Linked DNA regions of Mus musculus: region 2 is linked to region 1. The links are chromatin contacts, called in public HiChIP or PLAC-seq maps. All regions are on one chromosome and are shown on one strand. The core of a region is the stretch at or near the end of the contact, and the rest is flanking DNA. Distances in the headings are between cores, read along the strand shown. Region 1 has its middle 110 kb from the start of Gm46201. Region 2 overlaps Nuak1 (NUAK family, SNF1-like kinase, 1).

Region 1 (3,582 bases), core at 518-3,017:
CATTTAAATAGACACTCACGCCTAAAAATGTTGAGAAACCATTTTGAAATAGCTAAGCTATAACTGCATCTGATAGGCCAATAAGAATGCCTCCTTTCCCCCTCCCCTTTTCTGAAAAGAAAAAGAGAAGGCAAGAAGATGGTAGTGGAGTGGATGGGGGTGGGGGGAGGATGGGGAGAAGGGAGCAAGGAAAAACTGAGGTAGAGATGTAAAATTAATTAATTAACTAACTAACTAACTAATTAATTAATTAAATTTTCAAAAATGAATGTCCCCTTTCCTAGTATTGTATTCACTTTCCTAGGTTGTATTTTGTTTGTCTTGGTTGGTTTATAGTTTCAGAAGCTTAGAATTCAATGAATTTCTCTGTGTCTCTGTCTCTGTTTCTCTCTGTGTCTCTGTCTCTGTCTCTCTCTTCCTCTCTCTTCCTCTCTCTCTCTCTCTCTCTCTCTCTCTCTCTCTCTCTCTCTCTCTCTCTCTCTCTCTCCCTCTCTCTCTCTCTCTCTGTTGTGCTGTAAGTAAAGGCTACTATGTATAACCTTTATTTAAATTCAATATATCAGACTTACATTTAGAAAGCTTAAATTCCATCTTATTTTGAGGTTGTTATTTAAATATGTTGCATTTTCTTCATGAATTAAAAAATGTTTAGAAAGGAAAGATTAATTTCAAATGAAGCAAATGTAATTGCTACTATTATTGAGCAAAGTTTGGCACATATATACATGATTTTTGTTTATTTTCTGTGTGTGGCCCTGGCTGCCCTAGAACTCACTCTGTATTCCAGGCTGGCCTTGAACTCATAGATCTGCCTGTCTCTGCCTCCTGATTGCTGATATTAAAGGTGTGTGCCACCACTGCCAGATTAATTTTTTTCTTTTAAGTAAAGAAAAAAATCCCTATTCTTACACAAGCTATACATCACACAAACTAATATTTTATAATATAATTTTAAGATTTTTAAGCCCTAGTTGAACAAATTTTTAAAAATAGAAAGTTTAAAAGGAGCAGATAAGGAATGAAAATTTCCTTTTAATCATAGTCCAGGTTTAAAGTTTATATTCTTAATGGCAAGAAAGGAACCACGGGAAAGATTTAATTGGTAGTCAAAATAAAGTAAAATAAGATAAAAACTAAGAACAGAATCATTGAAAATATTCTTTGACATGGCAAATTGTTACTGGGCTAAGAAATGTGTATTCTACTGGTAATGCGGACACATCAGGAGCTGTGCTATGATAAGCAGGATCCTGAGATCTGGAGGTCTTTTCAAGGACTGGAAAGTCTAAAGACTCCTTGGCTAATTCACCAAACCCTTGGGGTCTGCACCAGGGTGTTGGAGACAGGCAAAGGGCTAGGCTCACTTCCTGCCTCAGTTTCCTCATCCACTAACAGTGTCTGCTGCTGAGTTCCTGAAACTCTTTAGGGTTGTCAATCACAGATTAACTTCTCTTTCATTGGGTGTTTCCTCTGCCGTGGATTGGCCCCACATTATTTGGTCTGGTAGGCAGCTCCCGCGGTTCATTGGCCTCTCATTTGCTTAGAGTCAAAGCTCCCTCTTCGCACCTTCTTATTCTAGCCTCTCATGCTTGGACCGCTTCCAGCTCTCTAAATCCATAACAGCTACTCATCAGCACCCCTCCCCAAGTCAGCCAATGCCATGTTATTTATGGCATAGTTTATCTTATTTGAGAATGGTCCAGGTCCTTTCTGTCCTTGAGCCCTTATTTGTCACTTGTCCTTATGACAAGTCCCGGTGTATTAATAGTCTGTGACTCATTCAAGGCGCCATTCAACAGTACAACCACCGGAGCCACTCGAGTAGGAAGACGGGAACGCGATGATTTCACTGGTGGGTGCCCTCAGATAAGCTTAGCTACCCGTAGGTGGTAGCACTGATGGGGGCTTTATTACCTGCTAGTCCCTTCATATAGGTTACTTCTTTATGCTTCCCATACCTGTGCCAAGTGCGTATTTTCTATTTTGCAAATGAAGACATGGAAGCTCGGAAATGTCAGCTGACTTGCTGCTGCAGTTCTCAGTGGGCACATCCACCAACCAGAAGCAGTGTGTTCCACACCCAAAGGCACGGTTTCTCTCCCCTACTGCCTGGTGCAGTGAATGTAGAATTTCCCCAGTGGTTGCAAGGAGACTTTTGTGCCCACCTGGACGTTATATTTCTACTCGGAATTTCAGAACATTCAAACGTGCTTGGTAGCTTGTTCCCCAGTGTTCTCAGTTGAAGCATCTCTTTATGGGCACAGCACATGGGCTTATGGACAGGTGGGCTATGGTTGTGAGCATCTTTGCCAGGCTTGTCCCTATTACCCCAGGACACAAGAGCTGCCAGTGTTTGTAGCATGCATGAGCCTAATTAGCAGTTTTAAGCGATCAGAACATCAAGTGCCTTCCTCTTTCTGCTCTGGAGACTTTCAAACACGCCTGCAGCATTGTTCTCTGTAATCCACAACATCCCCTGCCCTCCAAGGTAGACTCCAGCATGGGTTTCCTTGTACATCACGTTGCCCATTCCATACGGTATGTGGGCTGTGCTAGAGATGTTTGTGTCCCTCAGAGGCACCTGCTATAGGACTCTGGAGTGTTTGTCTCAAGTAATGTATTCTGTTGCAAAAGGCAAAAGAACCAATATTAATTAGGTGCAATTCCCAAGCCAAAAATGATACTAGCTGTTTTGCATGCATTATGTCATCTAATCCTCACAGGAATCTAAGAGAGAGGGACTTTAAAAGCCATTTATCAATACATGTACAAATAACATCGAAAGCAGAGGATGTTCCCAAGTGTGCTCTGTGGAGATGAGGCTGCCAAATGCAAATTAGGAAGAGACAGTTTCTGGAACACATAGTTCAGGGAAATCACAAGCTTTGAAGCAAGTAATTGCAAACACCACGGATGCTTGTGATATTCACAGATCAATCAGTATTCCTGCTGCGGTGAGCATTGGCTTTGTGACCACAGCTGCTGGGGTTCTCCATGAATCCCTTTACTATCTGACTTAGTGATTCCCCACAGCATCTTTAGAAGATATACAATCATGAAACACTTCTCTTGCAGGAACAGGGGTCTAGGGAATTAATGAACTTGTCCAAGTTTCCGTTATCACAGATTTAAGAACCAATTTTGTGTAGGCGTTGAGGCAAGACGGTGCAGTGGTTATGAGCAAGAAGGGACCAGGCTTTGGGGCTTCAAACTCTGTCTTCTAGTTGTTTCTTCTAAGAGCAATGACTCAGCTCTCTGAATCTTAGCTGTCTCTGTACAATGTAAAGATTATGATCTCATTCATGGTTGTTTCTTACGTTACATATAGGGAAACTGGAACCAAGGCTATAATCTAGGGTCCAGGGCCAAGTGGCAAGGTTGGGGCTTGGCAAAGTTGACAGATGCATCTCGGTCATTGGTGCCTGGTTACATTTCAAGTAACAGTGCTGTCAAGTTCATTCAGTGCCCAAGACCCAGTTTAATCCCTGCCGGAGCTCATCTTGATTGACCTTGCCATTGGAGCATTACTGGCTTGAGGTCTTTGAGGGCTAACATCCTTCCCCAGAGACTGGGTTGCTTCTC
Region 2 (3,582 bases), core at 576-3,075, 180 kb before region 1:
ACACACACACACACACACACCCCTGAGCCTCTCGCCCCAAGCTCACCCTCAGCCTTGTGCTAGAAAGAAGTGGACCTGGGGTAGGGGAAGATGTATAATTTAAGATATGTGGTCATTCCATTTATTCACTCCTTCTCTCTGTGAGTTCTGAGAGATGTGAGAGGTGAAAAACTGGAGAGAGGGGCTTTCCTCTGTCGTGCCACACGAGGTTGCATAGTTCTTAGATGGCTTGGCCGCGGGAGGAGTGACATCATTTCTCTTTGTAATTGTTGTTCTTCAACAGTTCACCTGTGTTTCCCTACCACCTCTTGCCTTGAGGGCATGGTGGCTGTGTCCTCCTGCATGTGTGGCCTAGTCAGGGACAGGCGTTCAAAAAGGAAGAAAAAAAAAAAAAAGAATGAACATTCACAGTCATGAAGGCTGAGATCATGGCCCGTTCATTGCATTTCTTTGTTTAGCTGGTGGGGATTTGGAAGAAGGAAGTTGCGCTGGTGACTACATTACAAAACCAGTCTCTCTCTAGTCCTGCCTGTACTTTGGGGCAAGCAAATGTGATCTCCATGTGTAAGCACATCTCTTGCTGTGTCTTGAGGAACTAGCAGGAATTTCAAGTTTGCTTTAAGGAAGAGAGGAGGTTCTACTTACGGGATGCTAACTCAGAGTAAAAGCGGCTAATGTTTACCGAGCAGTTACCTGGTCCAAGCATGGTCTTAAGCACCTGCCATGCAGTGTTTGCAGGGCCCTCGAAGCAGATTCTGTTAGTTCCTTACGAATGGATGAAGAAACTGGGGCATGGAGAGGTTATGCAACCGGCCCAAGGCCACACAGCTAGAGGATGGTTTTAGCCAGGGCACCGAGCCATGTTTCTATCCTTTACCTCGTAGCATCTGTGCACTGGCCCAGCTTATCCTTCAGCTTCTGGAGGCAGATACCCACTTACGGATTGTGGTTATGGGTCTCTGTTCTTAACACCCTTTTAAAAGTGTCCCATTTGGTTGTCTGGGTCCTATACAAATAGTCCTGGTGTGCAGCAAACAAGAGAAGAAGAAAGAGGACTTTAGTTGTTATCTAATGTCCTGAAGTGAGTGGAGGGTCTAGAAGGAGTGACGTGGCAGTGCCAGTCAGAGGGAAGACACACAGCAGAGGCTGGCATGAGCTGGATGCCGTATCACAGCACACAGAGCACCTCACAGAATCTGGCTTGCAAGTTAGATGGTTAATGAGTGCTGACTCTCAGGATTCTTGTGTTTGTTTCTTGGTTTGCCACTAGTTGGCTGGCTGACCTTGGAAGGGTCATCTCCACAGTGGAGGCCAGCCTCTGCTTTGGCAGTTACAGTCCGTTTGTTCAGTGGTTCCTGGCTTTCGTTTCTCCTGTATTCCCACCCGGCCCATTTGCAATGGGAACAACATTTTCAATGGAAGACGCAGTGCATTCCCAGAGAGGTTTCTGTTAGAAGGACAGTCACCCTGGTTTTTAACGATTGTGGTGCCCTTTGAGTTTCTGCAGTGCTGAGTGGGGCTTGATGAGAATGTGAGCGCTTCCCTCTCATGCCCGGCTAGAAGTATTGCCTTGCCAGGGGCACCACAAGGCTCTTGGCCTGCCGCTGGACTCTTGCAGGGCCTGGACAGTGGGCTCATTTTCTCATGTGTTAGAATGTCCTTACCTCTCTGACCCTGGATGATGAAGGAATGTGTTACTATCGTGATTTGACAGTTGGGCTTCCTTGAGGTCAAGCTCAGCGTGCTGCGTACCCAGAGGAGGGTGGTGGTTTCTGACCTTGGCCCATCTTTAGTTTTTGAAGGAATGTGGAAGTTGGCCCAGCAGCCACCCACATCCTCCAGGGCCTGTGTGTGTTCAGTGTCTGCTTCATCCAGGAATCAGCTCCCAGGATACAGGCCTCACTCAGCCAAGATAAAGCTTCTTAGTCCTGCTTTCCCAAATCTGATGTAGCAGCGGAGGATCATCTGGCTGCATACTGAATGGGGCTGTCACGAGGGCCTGGGTAGCTCTGAGCCTGGCACTGCGGTTACAAGGGGCCCCGGGGCCGTAAGGCTCCTTCTTCTCTGTGCAGTTTCCTTTAACCAGTCCCAGGGTCTACCCAGGAGCTAAAGAGGGTGGTGCCTCCATTGGGTCCCCATCTGTGCTTGTCTGAGCCACTTTTGATCAGCAAATGGGAACAGGATGCCAAGGGATCAGAGATCATGGTCATGTGGTTTTTGGACAGCATCATTAAGCTTCTGCTCTCCCATTTTAAGATACTTTTATTTATTCATTTATTTGTGTGTGTGTGTGTGTGCATGTGTGGTATATGTGTGCATGAATATGTGGATGTGTGTGGTGTGATGTGTGCATGTGGATCTGTGCGTGGTGTGATGTGTGCATGCATGTGTGTGCATTTGTGTATGTGCATGTGTGAGCATGTGTGTGTGAGATCTCAGGTAGACATACTTTCACGAAGATGTGTTTTTATTTGTAGTTGACGGGAGCTGGGCAGGGCAGGAGTTGAAGTGCTCAGGGATGTGGGTACATTCCTGCTGTGGTGGGCTGGGAGCCACCTTGTGATATCACCTGTCAGGATGTAGTCGGTTGTAAACTGCTTCTCACGTGGCCTTGTTCTTTTGCAGATAACACCGTGTATTCTTACCTAGAGGAATGGGCTAGCTGCCTCTCTCTCACCTAGGATAGGATGCTCATGTGAGAGACATAGGCCAGGGGAGGGCACATTTAAGGAACTAAGCAGACTTACAGTGTGGCAGCCGAAGGTTGTTAGGCTCCCTGCTTTTGTCCCTTGCCAACTTGTTTGCGAACAGAGAGAGATCCATTCCTCATTAGGCTCCTGTTGCCGGCTGATGTTTCTTTTCACGTGTCTGAGGAGTCTGCGGACTGGCCCTGGTGTTCTCCACAACTTTGGATTCATGGGCACTTGGGGCTTTTGGAATTGACGGGCTGGTCCCAGAGTGAGGCTGTCCCACTGTTTGCTTTGTCCTGGTTTGTCTCTGGAGGATTGTCTGTTACGCGCTTTGTAATGGGATGCTCCTGTAATAGGATGTCTGGAGGAGGATGGAGGAAGGATTTACACATTTTAAGCAAATGTGTAAGCAGGGCTGAGATTGGGTTTTCAGAATGAGGCTCTGAAGGCTGAACTGGCTCTGGGATTGGCCACCCAGTGATTTTTTTCTTCTCTTTAAGTCATTGTCTCAGCCTCACAAGGAACTAAATGCTTCCAATTTCACCTTCCATAATCACAATCACCCTGCGAAGCCACCTCAACTTTGCCCCCTCTTCCCCTCTAAAGGATGGATCGGATCCCTAGACTAAATGAACTGCTGCCGCTGCTAATGAGGAAGAAGATGAAGACCCAAGCCCTGGGTGTTTATAAACGGAACACATTGCAGGGGTTGTTCTGGAGTGGTTGTGGTGGTTGTCAGTTTGGCCAACAAGCAACATCTGCACTTACTTTCCACCCCCAGCAACAATGGTTGATTTGCTTCTGTTTAGTCCTCTGAGTAACGTTTCCTTTCCTGACTTTATAGGTTGCTATAAAATCCATCCGTAAGGACAAAATTAAGGACGAGCTAGAC

What was found. HiChIP or PLAC-seq counts read pairs in DNA pulled down with a chosen protein or histone mark.
Region 2: a contact with region 1 is called in an H3K27ac HiChIP or PLAC-seq map of heart atrium, with 4 times the contacts expected there. The contact joins two enhancer-like sites. A contact is called at or near these places in 2 of 484 Hi-C or Micro-C datasets (cerebral cortex and pancreatic cancer cells) and 6 of 115 datasets of contacts at active chromatin or transcription factors (SST interneurons, embryonic stem cells, heart atrium and 2 more).

The regions. Positions count from the first base shown.
Region 1 is chr10:84,228,691-84,232,272 of GRCm38.p6, reverse strand. No RefSeq gene overlaps it. Among named protein-coding and RNA genes, the nearest start is that of Gm46201, 110 kb to the left of the region's middle. Within about 2 kb of position 1,767, at least 25 of the 459 cell types and tissues checked have an H3K27ac peak or open chromatin away from gene starts, as enhancers often do. A contact at or near this core is called in cerebral cortex and heart atrium, where this site is marked.
Region 2 is chr10:84,409,689-84,413,270 of GRCm38.p6, reverse strand. Nuak1 (NUAK family, SNF1-like kinase, 1) reads left to right here. Exons shown (of 7, transcript NM_001004363.2): 2 at 3,535-3,582. Among named protein-coding and RNA genes, the nearest start is that of Nuak1, 29 kb to the left of the region's middle. Within about 2 kb of position 1,825, at least 66 of the 459 cell types and tissues checked have an H3K27ac peak or open chromatin away from gene starts, as enhancers often do. A contact at or near this core is called in cerebral cortex and heart atrium, where this site is marked.